Regions from separate parts of the Zea mays genome. Here region 1 is linked to region 2. Evidence: chromatin contacts called from public Hi-C data. All regions are on one chromosome and are shown on one strand. The core of a region is the stretch at or near the end of the contact, and the rest is flanking DNA. Distances in the headings are between cores, read along the strand shown. Region 1 holds the start of LOC732762 (histidine kinase4). Region 2 overlaps LOC100275187 (vam6/Vps39-like protein).

What was found. Hi-C and Micro-C count contacts between places; a contact is called where the count stands out from the background.
Region 1: a Hi-C map of ear shows a contact between it and region 2, with 1.4 times the contacts expected there. The contact joins the promoter of LOC732762 here to the enhancer-like site in region 2. A contact is called at or near these places in 3 of 25 Hi-C or Micro-C datasets (ear, leaf and tassel).

What each region holds. Positions count from the first base shown.
Region 1 is chr1:275,446,271-275,448,989 of Zm-B73-REFERENCE-NAM-5.0, forward strand. LOC732762 (histidine kinase4) reads left to right here and starts at 1,446. Exons shown (of 11, transcript NM_001112388.2): 1 at 1,446-1,813; 2 at 2,287-2,520; 3 at 2,623-2,719. The coding sequence starts at 1,457. It overlaps LOC103643911 (a long non-coding RNA gene), which reads right to left and starts at 259. Exons shown (of 2, transcript XR_561378.4): 1 at 1-259.
Region 2 is chr1:275,102,600-275,105,435 of Zm-B73-REFERENCE-NAM-5.0, forward strand. It overlaps LOC100275187 (vam6/Vps39-like protein), which reads right to left. Exons shown (of 13, transcript NM_001351046.1): 13 at 360-669. Among protein-coding and RNA genes, the nearest start is that of LOC100275187, 19 kb to the right of the region's middle. Within about 2 kb of position 1,297, at least 15 of the 20 cell types and tissues checked have an H3K27ac peak or open chromatin away from gene starts, as enhancers often do. A contact at or near this core is called in ear, leaf and tassel, where this site is marked.

The DNA of each region.
Region 1 (2,719 bases), core at 196-2,695, 340 kb after region 2:
TTCTTCGGCCGGAGTAGAAAGAAGATATTTGGCTTTCCTTTTTTATCCATATGGCGATCTCCGGATACTTCCAGGACACCGTAGATGCCGTATACAAACACTTAACGTGCAGCGTTGATCTTGGATCGGACGGCAAATATTTTTTTAGAACACGTGGCCAAACTACGTGACAGCCTTGCTCCCGCGGTTAATAATAAGAATACTACGCTTCGAGGCCGCACGCACGAACTGCTGCTCCACTATCCTGCGACCAAACGCGAGCCCGGTGCAATAATCTCGGCCTCTCGGGGGCCAGAGCCAGGGCCAGGCAAAAGCGCGCAATAATCTCAGTACGAAGAAAAACAAGGTGCAGTAATCAGCTGCATGCCGCTCAAGGTAGAGAGAGAGAAAGAGAGAGAGGCTCTTTGTCTTTGGAACCGAATAATGGAAGAGGGGACAGAAAGGGTTTCCTGACCAGTAATCGCACTTCACCCATGTTTTTGACAGAGCATCAGTGATGGCAGCCACGACCACGAAGCGGAGCAAAGCACAAGCAGAGCGCATCGGCAGAAAGATTTGTCCGGCCGGGGACATGGCGCATTGTTGACTGTTGACGACCACCGCCTCATGCTCCCGCACTCCCTCCCTCCCTCCCCCTTGCACTTGCAGGTCGCACAGCCTTTTCCGGGCCGCGGCGCCAGATTTGCGTTTCCCCGCCGCGCCGCCTGCCCGGCTCCCACCCCCAGGCCAGGCCCCAGCCCACGCGGGCACGGGCTGCCGCCTGGCAGGCCGTCCGGCCGGCCGGCCAGGCAATGCAACAAAATCACACGAGACGGCGACGCGCGCTCACGCCTGCTCAACCACTGCCCGCGACCGCTCGGCCCCACCAACCACGTAAGGAGAGCCCGAACGAACTCACCAATCACCAGGGGTGCAGAGTACACGGTGCGCCCCCCGTGGCCGGCTGGCTCGGCCTCGGCAGTGTCCGAGCCCGGCGGACGGCAAAGGGAGTGGGGCTGGAAAGCAACGGGGCAACAACACAAGCCGCGGCCACCGGCGACGGCGCCGGGGTAGGGTGGGGTGGGCGAGTGGAGTGAGGCGCAAAAGCCCGGGACCCATGCCCACACCCCCATCGCGCGCGCCCGCCCGCCCGCAGTGTCGAGAGAGAGAGGAAAAATAAACCACGGTGTTATTTTAGTGGCAGCGTATCTCGTGAAATCCAGGAAATTCGATTCACTCGAAGCCCGGCTGCTTTCTCCCCGTCGCGAAAAGCCGCAAGCCAACAAAAAACACACACACACTGACACACACACCAAAATAACACATCAAAGCAGCGGGAGAGGAGAGCTCGGATTCTCGCGGAGAGGAGGCGGCGTGGGCGCCGGACGGCGGAAGCAGAGGAGTGGTCGGTCGGTGGCCTGCGGTGCAGCGTATGTGAGAGCTGCTGCGGCGGCGGGGACCTGCCCTGGCCCCTGGGATGGGGGTGGGAGGCGGAGGCGGAGGCGGAGGGGAGGCCGCGGCGGTGTCGGCGCCGGCGCCGGCGGAGGAGGCGGGGAAGGACGCGGAGGATGGCAGCGGGTGGACCTTGAAGGCGAAGCTGATCGCCGTAGCGGTGCTGGTGTGGGTGCTGGGGGCCTTGGCGCTCGGGGTGTTCCTGCACTCCTACTTCCGCCACGCGGCGCTGCGCAAGGCGGAGGAGGGGCTCGTCAGCATGTGCGAGGAGCGCGCGCGCATGCTGCAGGACCAGTTCGCCGTCTCCGTCAACCACGTCCACGCCCTCGCCATCCTCGTCGCCACCTTCCACTACGAGAAGCGCCCGCCCGCGCTCGACCAGGTCCGCGCCTCCCTCCATGACTCCATCCCTCGCCGAGCGAGAGAGAGAGAGAGCCTCGTGCGCCATCCGCCGCCTGCCTCTACGACGGCCTACGTCGGTCCACTGCTTCTTTCGTCCTAGTACCTGTGGGCGCGATCTCTCTCTGGCTTTCGTTCTGCTCTGCGCGCGCGGTTAACTGCGTGTCTCGCCGTCTATGGAAATCCTTGCTCCGCCTCGACCATGTTATGTTCCCATGTACTCCTAGTACCTACTCTGCCTCTGCTGCTGTTTCCACTTCATTTAATTATTACTGTCGAGTCCATGGTTCCCTCCTCCCTTGTGCGCAGACCGTGCCACTTCTTAAATGGAATTCTCTCTTTGTCTCTCTTTTTTTTTTTGGTGCGCGCGCGTGTAATTTGCCGGTGCAGATTAGTACTGTTCGGCCGTTTCATTTGTCGGCTGCAGGCTTTATTTTCTGCCGATTTGTTCTGCAGAACACGTTCGCGGACTACACCGCCAGGACGTCGTTCGAGCGGCCGCTGCTGAGCGGGGTGGCGTACGCGCAGCGGGTGGTGCACGGCGACAGGGAGAGCTTCGAGCGCCAGCAGGGCTGGATCATCAAGACCATGAAGCACGAGCCGTCCCCGGTGCAGGATGAGTACGCGCCGGTCGTCTACTCGCAGGAGACCGTCTCCTACATTGAGGGGCTCGACATGATGTCCGGCGAGGTCTGCGGCCAAGTTTCCTGTTCGTTTCTTGCACTGGGATACAGTTTTTTTTCCTCTGCCGGTGTTGGTTCTGAACCTGGATGTGTTTCACTGCTGCTGCAGGAGGACCGCGAGAACATTTTGAGGTCAAGAGCATCGGGGAAGGCAGTTCTTACTAGACCGTTCCGGCTCATGTCGAATCACCTGGGTGTCGTATTGA
Region 2 (2,836 bases), core at 47-2,546:
AACGTTGACAGACGATGGTCTCAGTCTAACAAAGCTTACGTTCATCGTTTTTGAAGAGGGGACTAGGGTTCATTATTGAGAAAGGGAAAGAGAGAGACGATGGTCTCAGTCTAACAAAGTTGACAGACGCGCATAGATGTTCCTATACGGTACGCATACACGACTGACAGTGACAGTGAACTCATATACCAGTATACGGCAGGTGTCCGAAATGCCATGGATGTGGAGAGAGATTATTATAATGGCAGATCTCCGAATTGACAAATTGTAATGGCGATTAAGAAGAGAGAATTAAAATGGTAGACCTCCGAATATACGAATTATAATAGCGCCATTCAAAACTTAGAGAATTATAATGACATGGATCCAATAATAATAATGTCCAAACCTATTTGGAGCACACATTGCGGCACTATAATCAAGACCATCATCAATCTGTTAACCGAAACTTTACAGTATCATTTACATTCTGTACATGAAAACCAAAAGAAAGGGGTTCCAGTTTTCCAGTACGATGGCCAGAAAACAGAGAGCGAGCACACACGCACGGCTATAAACTCGATCTCTGAAGAGAGTGAAGATTACTCCAGTAAAAACTTCTGAAGCAGTCCACTAAAATCCAGTGTGAAGCCAAAGAGAGGGAATTCCATAAGCTGGCATCAACCAAACCTGGTTTGACAAAGATGAGGATATCAGATTCGATCGATACATCATGCTACACTGCACATTCAGAAAAGCATAATGGAACAGGTGGTTAGCAGGCAGCCACATTCATAGCAATTCTTCCAAGATAATTTTTTTTGGAGCATAGACAAACCGCATCTTAAGGGCAGAACATGATAAATGGAGATGGATGTAGGTCTAGAACAAATGTCCTACTAGTTTAGGAACAGTTATGTAATCACAGTAGCAATTATAGCAACAATGCAGCATTACAATTTGGGTTTCATGGGGGGTTATATAAGTTAGGCACTTAGGCGGTGAGTAGAGCAACAACATTAGGTTACGGGGTTATATAGACTTTTTCCTAAAGCCAGTCTCAGTGGAAGGTTTCATGTCTCAACTCACGGATGCATATGCCAGTCACCATGCTTACTAAGGCGTCGCTGAAGCGACACTAAAGCGTTAAGGCGCGCTTGGATGGCAAGGCGTCCAGCTCGCCTTGCCCACGGACGTAAGGCGCGGCGGCGGAGGTCGCAGGGGCACGGCGGAAGTCGCAGGCGCGCGACGGTCACGCTTGGGGCACGCCGGCCGGTGTACGGAGGACTGCAGGCCGCACTTGCGTGCTGAGCGCCGTGGGGGAGGGAGCGGGAGTAGTGAAAAGGTTAGGACGGATGTGTCTGTGATTAATGGGCTTCTAGATGGGCCACCAAATAAAAGTCCATACCATTCTTTTTTCCTTCTCTTTTCTATTTCTTTTTTTCACAGTTTATGAATCAATGGGCTTCTAGATGGACGTTCAGAACCTAAATTTTGTGTGCAAGTATATTATATTATATATTTCTATAAACACCTCACTTAATTCTTATATTTTCCTATCTTTATATATTTTATATAGGAGTAAGGCGTCACCTCGCCTTACGCCTTTCCGTTTAAAAGGTAAAAAAAGGGTCAATCGCCTTAATAACTATGCCAGTCACAGCATTATGTAGTTACATGGTGTTGCGAATATGCCATTTGAGCAATAAAGCCACTTCCAGCAGTGCAGCACTATAAAGTACATACTAACATAAAAAAATGTCAACGAGAATAGTTTAATTTAGTTCAACATTTGTATGTTATAAATACAACTATATTAACAGGGTCATATGTAAAATAAATTACATAGTGCATGATAATCATGAAAGATATGGTGCACACAAACACTGTTTTCAAGTCATCCGACTAATCGCGATTAGTCGGGCAGGTCGCCTGGTAGTGGCCGATCAGCCGGATGACTCGACTAGAGTATCAGGTCGTCCGACTAGATGGTAAATCGACCAGGATTTGTCCAGGCGGCTAGGGTTTTCTAGTGGGCTACTGGGCTTCTATTTTTTCGGCCCATCTACAGTAGTATAAAGGCAATGCGCCACCGCCCCTTGAAACTTTTCCTCTCCTCTGCCGAGTCCAGAACATAGGCTGCGGCTCTAGAACACCAGCAGCAGCTCAAGAACACCGGCGGCGTCTCCAAAACACTAGCGACGAGATGAGCTCCTCATCTCAAGGTTCCCCCTTCTCCCCCTTTCCTATCTTTCCTATTGTCTAAATTCTGATGAATCTGAATCTGTTGGAGAAGCTGCTGCTGCTTTTTGCTTGGATGATGATATGCTCTAGGTAGTAGGTACTGCATTACTGCTTGTAGCCTTGTATTCCATATTTCAGTTTCAGTTCTGCTATAGTGCTATATGTCTATATTGCCTTTCAGTCTGTTACTCAGTTTCAATTTCATACTTTCAGACTTATATAATGCCTATTGCAGTATTGCTTATATATACATATATCATATTATATATACATATGCCCAGAAATATATAGGACGATTAGGGGACGACCAGAGGTCGACCAGGACCGATTAAGCGTCCTAATTGTCGCCCTAATCGTGATTAGGCGCCTGGTCGGTCCTCTGGAATGACCAGCTGGTCGCCCGACCTGAAAACAACGCACACAAAGATGCAAGACACATGAGATGAGGCAAAACACATGGGGATGAAATTACACTCTCAATGCAGCAGATTTCATTGACTAGGTAACTGTGCCAGTTGAGTTTCACGTCTCTTAATTTTCATACCACCCCAATATTTTTCCTGACGTGGCACTGTAGTAATTAAGTATGAAAACTGTATGAAACTTCAACTTG